2 separate regions of the Zea mays genome follow, and region 2 is linked to region 1. Evidence: chromatin contacts called from public Hi-C data. All regions are on one chromosome and are shown on one strand. Each heading gives the region's core, a stretch centred on a gene start, on an enhancer-like site or on the middle of the called end of the contact. The rest is flanking DNA. Distances are from core to core; before and after follow the strand shown. Region 1 holds the start of LOC103626911 (F-box protein At3g58530-like). Region 2 holds the start of LOC103626912 (probable lactoylglutathione lyase, chloroplastic).

Region 1 (2,995 bases), core at 372-2,871:
TAATCAGATGTTGGACAGGTTTGCCTCCTGAAGGAGAACGCAAGCTGATGATTGAAGATGTGGACACGATGTTGGGTGTTTCTACAAGGCTATTGATGGAGTCAAGTCAAGCAGATCACGTAATGCAGTTGGAGGATGTTGCTGAAAGGGATGAAGAATAGTGACTGGCGGTTCGGAACTTCATCAAGATCTCTCTCTTTGGGAATCGCTAGTGTGGCTGATGCTTTCTCTTATCTTGCTCTTCTTGTAACAGAACACACTTTTGGCCTTTTGGGTGCTTTGTTGCTCAGGTGTAGCAGTCGGTTAAGCATATCAAACTTCTCTCACTTGTTGCAGGCTTTTTTCTTGTGTAGCTAGTTGTCTGAGGCAGATCTCTAGCTGCTCAGGGACACTCTGTATGGCTTGCTTCTGTTTTCTGTCTCTAAACCTGAATATTTCTGAATTTCCGTTTTCTGTTACGGGCCGTTTGGATTTATTCATTTTGAAGGAATTAAAATTTACTTAATAAAGTAATCGCTTAGAATTTGACTTTCCACCACTTTTCAAAGCTAAGATATAAACTTATCTTAAATTAATGGGGTAAAATATGGGAAATGATTTTATGCATCAACGAAATATGTTTCTACTCTATAACTTATAAAACGCTCTTATGCTCACTCCTATACAGTAGAAATGTAGCACGTAAACATCTCCCTTATATTGCTAATATATTTCACATAAAAGTAAACCATATTATTTTAATTGAACTTTGCCTAAATTACTATTACGGGGCGTTTGGATTTATTCATTTTAGAGGAATTGGAATTTACTTAATAAAGTAACCTTTTTAGCTTGAAATTTAATATCCCACCACTTTCTAAAGTTCAGATATAAGCCTATCTCAAATTCATGGGTGGAAGATGCGAAATGATTTTATGTCTCAGTAGAATTTGTTTCTACTCTACAACTTATAGGACACTCTTTGACTTACTCCTTTATTGACTCACTCCTTTATAGTAAAAATATAGCACATAAATATATCCGACATCTTGCTAATAATAGTATATAAATATATTTAGTATAAAACCAAATTAGCTTAATTGATATGTGCCTAAATTATTATTATTAGAATGGAATTCGATTCTAAAGATCCAAACGGGATGTTATTAGAATGGAATTCAATTCCAAGGATCCAAATGAGCCGTTAATGGAATAGAGGTTGGCCTCGTGTTAAAAAAAATAATCTTCGGCCAAAGCTAAGGTGAGTGAGGGCTTAAACATCGACAGCAACGATTCCAATTAAACCAGCTAAAACTGGTAACAGAAGCAGAACCGGAAGTTAGGGATTGTCAAGCGATGCGCACCTCCCAGAGCCTGGAGTTAGCAACGAGGGCACGGTAGCACCAGGGACTGACAGCAAGCAGCGCGCATGCGTCCCGCTGCGGAAGGCGCCGACACACCAGTTCCATCACCCGTGGCACCGTCTTCCGGCACCATGCCTCGTCCGCCGCCGGCGCCGCCATCACCGAGTCGGGAGGGGAACCTCGCTCGCTGTGGGAAATTTTGTTTCGCCGCGGACAAGGATGTGGATGTCCCACCAAAGCCTGTTTAGGCCCAAATCCAACCTAGTGCCATGCCTACACATTAGGCCCTGTTCGAGTATTGGTAGCCACGTATTTTTACAGTTCTATTGCAAAACCATAGAATAGTATTTATGAGAGCACCTAAAGGGGTGAATACCTATAAAAATTAAAACTAAATAACACAAACTTGGTTTATGAAATGTTAGTGAAATCAAAATCAATGTGCTATGTCTAAAGAGAAAGATGTGACTTCTTTACTTAATTGCTCTTCACAAAGTGAGTATTAAATTTAGAGAAATTATCAAGTGAATAGAAGTAGAGAGAATCACACAAGAATAATAACAGGTGACACAGCGATTTTTATCATGTGGTTCGGCCAAGTAGGACACTTGCCTACTTTCACGTTGTGGCGTCCCAATGGACGAGGGTTGCACTCGATCCGTTTCAAGCGATCCAATGATCCACTTGAATACCACGGTTTTCTTCCTTAGTAGATGTTTCCCTTTTGTGAGGAATCTCCACAAGTTGGAGCCTCTCACCGTTCCAATATTGACATAATAAAAACCACAAGAGTAGCTCCGGTACGACGGATGCGTAGCTCCGGTACGACGGGTGCGTAGCTCCGGCGAGCTCCACGGGCTCCGGCGACGGTGTGGCGAACTCCAGCGACGGCGGCGGTGGCTCAAACAGCGAGGAGAGTGAGAGAGAGTAGGGGCGAGTGTTGGAACTTGCTCTCCTGGGCAAGTTGATCCAACGGGGGAGTGGAACGAGCGCAAGCAAAGTTTAATGCGGGATGGCAAAAGCTATGTTGGTCTGGCCTCTCACGGGCACTATACGGGGGTATTTATAGGTACTCGAGCGGCCACCCGTCAATTGTCAAAGACGTTTATGCCCTCGAGTACCCTGTCTGTCCCTAGAATATTCCCACAGGAGGAGGTTACATACTGTCATTACAGGAAAGGCTATTATAGACGCGGCCCATAATACACTTATCCACGCGGGGCCCGTTACAGTGGGCCAAATCCCACCTGGGCCTCCCCGCACGGTGAGGGCGTGGGACTAGTAGACTTCGATAGAGCCTTTGTCTTGCCTTGTAGAGGACGAAAGGGGACCGCGTCGATCTTCCTCCGATCGACGCCTCCAGCTTGCTCGGGCGCGCTCTGTGGATGTGGTCTTCGTCACGAAGGCATGGAGCGAAGGGTAGCGTGTTCGCCTACGCCCCAACATTTGCCCTCCGAGGAGCCAGTTCGACGAAGTCATCTGGTGCCGAAGATGTCGCTAGATGGTGGAGACGCTGCCCTCGCTCGAAGTGGTCCCGCGGGTTTTTTTTGAAATGTGACAGTTGATGGATGTGTTACTGTTGGACTAAGGGCTTCCCGAAGCGTCGCGTCCTGTCTATAAAAGGGGGCGGCGCGGTCGAGACTATCTTTTAC
Region 2 (3,280 bases), core at 219-2,718, 180 kb after region 1:
CTTGGTGCCTAAGTAAGTGTCCAGTACCAGATGAAGATCTAGCAGACAAGGTACATTTGCAGTGTTTGCAAATAGCAGAGATCCTTACCTTCTTACCTTTGTCGTCGATCCCAGTTACTTCCTCGAAGTCATCCCAAACCCTAGATGTCGCTAGCCTCTTCATAGGCCGGTTGTCACGGGCAGTGCTATCACCAGTGGCAGTGGGGCTCGAGGAGGCAGTCATGGGCGCCGCGTCAACATCTATGGCCACATTTGCATTGCTGTCAGTGCCAGTGCTAGTTCCAAACAAGGCCAACTCATCTAGACGCTCGTTGTGATCCTCAAGCTCATGCTCTGCCGCCTCGGCGTCCGGATCAAGATCCATGGAGATGGAGGGATACTTGACCGTCTCCTCAACGACGTCACTGGTTCCTCAACGACCTTCAAATCATAGAAATAAAATACAAAATATCAAAATAAAGAGCACAAAGGTAGTAGATCTAGGAAAATAGAACTTCACCTGAGTGGCCGAAGCACCGGAGTCGTCGACGAGGGGCAACCAGAGGGGCAGAGCTGATGTTGCTTGAGGTTGGGGAGGATTGGACGAGTATAGGCGGAGCAGATTCGAACAAAGAAGCAAGACGGAGAGCCGGAGAGGCATGCACAGTCGCACAGATGCGGGGAGGCACAAACCCTAAACCCTAAACGAAGAAGCGAGACAGAGAGGGCAAGAGGAAACAAGAGATCTAAGAACAAATCGCAAGAGCAAGAGCACCGGAAAGTCGCCGGCGACCAACACTCACCAGTTTAGGTTTAGGGTTAGGAGAAGCCGAGAAGTAGTCGAACTTACAGACAGGGGCTATGTCGGCTCATCGGAGCAAGAGGACAACGACGATCGATGGCCGACGAGCGCAATGCATAGATCCACGGAGCCACCGGAGCGTCCACGAAGGAGATCCAGAGAGGGCATGTGTGACAGAGAGGGCGAGGGCCGACCGAGAGAGGAGAGGTGAGTCCGTGAGTGAAATGTGGAAGGAAGGCTCGGCGGTGGGTAACGGGGACGGGGGAGAGATATTTTGACGTTTGGTCAGGCCTCGAATGGGCCTATTCCTTAAACGGGTCGTGCTCGGGCTCAGCACGGCGTGCCCCGACTCAGACCCAAGCACGGCCCGGGTGTCGTGCCGAGCTGGCCCGAGCCCGTCAAGTACCGTGCCGTGCTGAGTGCGGATCGAATCTAACTCGTGCCGAGTGCGGATCGGACTTAACTCGTGCCGTACTTCAGGCTACCCGTTAGGCCCGACCGTTTGGACATGTACAGTATAAAGTATAAACCCTGTGGTGTCAACAGAACCTATTCGGAGCGGCGGGTGCAGGGCTGCATGCGGTCATTCCTGTGAGATCCAACTTTACAGCTCTGCGCGGGTCCCATTGTCCCATATATTGACAGGTGTCTTGACTAGTTCAACAACTCTTCTTCCAACGGCCTGTGGCGGCGACAGTTGTCCAAACCAAATACATTGAGGATAGCACGAGAAAGGGGCGCCAAGCAAACCGGGTCGGCCAGCAGACACTGCCATGAGGACTCTACTACCGGTGGCCGCCGGCCGCGGGACCGTCGCCTGCGCGGCCACGCCCGTCCCCCGGAGGTCGCTGCTCCTCTCCACCGCTGCCGCAGGTGAGCACCACTCGTCCCTCGACTGTGGCAGTAGCAGTAGCACCGCAGCTATAGCTGATGACCTGCTGTGTGTGTGTGTGTGTTTTTTTTAATTCATTGCAAGCAGGTGCGGCGCTGCAGCCGGAGCAGGTGGCTGGAACGAGGCCGTTGAGGCTGACCAGGAGCGAGGCCAGCGCCGTGGCAAAGCCCAGGACCTCGGCCGACGAGGCCATCTCCTGGGCGAAGAAAGACAACCGCCGCCTCCTCCACGTCGTCTACCGGGTCGGCGACCTCGACAAGACGATCAAGTACTCGCCTCTGAATTCTGAACTGGAACAGCTCGTCGGCCCGGCCCTGCTGGTCTGATGATCCAATAACGCAGTGCAGGTTCTACACCGAGTGCCTGGGGATGAAGCTGCTCAGGAAGAGGGACATTCCAGAGGAGAAGTACAGCAACGCGTTCCTCGGGTACGGGCCCGAGGAATCGCATTTCGTCGTCGAGCTCACTTACAGTCAGTGCGCTCAGTCAGTCGGCATCCCTCACCCCCCCCCCCCCCCCCCCCCCCCCCCCCCTTCTGGCCCCTGTACTGTGTAGTCTGCAGTTTCCAGGTTCCTGATCTTGCTGAATCCATTCACAGATTACGGGGTTGACAAATATGACATAGGCGAAGGGTTCGGCCATTTCGGCATCGCAGTCGAGGACGTAAGATGGCGAACCTAAGACTGCTCCATCGATGAGTTAGAATAGAGAACGTACCATGCTTGGGATCATCTGGATGATTCGTGAAACAGGTGGCCAAGACAGTAGAGCTCATAAGAGCAAAGGCTGGAAAGGTCATCAGGGAGGCCGGTCCTGTCAAGGGCGGCGAGACCGTCATCGCCTTCGTGGAGGACCCCGACGGCTACAAGTTTGAGATCATCGAGAGGCCTGGAACTCCGGAGCCCTTGTGCCAGGTGATGCTCCGCGTCGGCGACCTTGACCGTGCCATAAGCTTCTATGAGAAGGTAAGTAGGTGTAGGCTTTGTTGTCATATATAAGCTCCATATCCTTTGTTGTCCAAAAAAAAATCATCACTACATATATATACACACTACTCTTGATCTATCCCAAATAATAAAGCGCAGGCCTGCGGCATGGAACTGCTCCGGAAGCGAGATAGCCCTGAGTACAAGGTGATGATGCGGGGTTGCAAAAGGCATCAATAATCTGTTAGCTAGTTATTATGTAATTGCTGCCAAATAGCTTGTGTCACGCCATGGATTCCCCCGGATTGCTTCTGCAGTACACAGTGGCAATGATGGGTTACGGCCCTGAAGACAAGGACGCGGTGCTGGAGCTGACCTACAACTATGGTGTCACCGAGTATGCCAAGGGGAATGCATATGCCCAGGTGTGCAATTTGGTTTTCCTCCTCCTTCTTCGCGCGCGCTATGGCCGCCCCAGCAGTCGAGGCTTGACTCTAGACACGCATGATGCGGAGAGATCAAGCAGATCGCCATTGGCACCGACGATGTCTACAGGACCGCGGAGGCGGCGAAGCTGTCCGGAGGCCAGGTGGTGCGGGAGCCGGGGCCCTTGCCAGGGATCAACACCAAGATCACAGCCATCCTGGACCCTGATGGCTGGAAATTGGTACTGTACTACTA

What was found. Hi-C and Micro-C count contacts between places; a contact is called where the count stands out from the background.
Region 2: a Hi-C map of leaf shows a contact between it and region 1, with 6 times the contacts expected there. The contact joins the promoter of LOC103626912 here to the promoter of LOC103626911 in region 1. A contact is called at or near these places in 3 of 25 Hi-C or Micro-C datasets (ear and leaf).

The regions. Positions count from the first base shown.
Region 1 is chr5:135,110,428-135,113,422 of Zm-B73-REFERENCE-NAM-5.0, forward strand. It overlaps LOC103626911 (F-box protein At3g58530-like), which reads right to left and starts at 1,622. Exons shown (of 12, transcript NM_001301565.1): 1 at 1,344-1,622. The coding sequence starts at 1,502.
Region 2 is chr5:135,293,065-135,296,344 of Zm-B73-REFERENCE-NAM-5.0, forward strand. It overlaps LOC103626912 (probable lactoylglutathione lyase, chloroplastic), which reads left to right and starts at 1,469. Exons shown (of 9, transcript XM_008647263.3): 1 at 1,469-1,654; 2 at 1,761-1,941; 3 at 2,021-2,145; 4 at 2,272-2,336; 5 at 2,426-2,638; 6 at 2,759-2,806; 7 at 2,917-3,024; 8 at 3,126-3,266. The coding sequence starts at 1,555.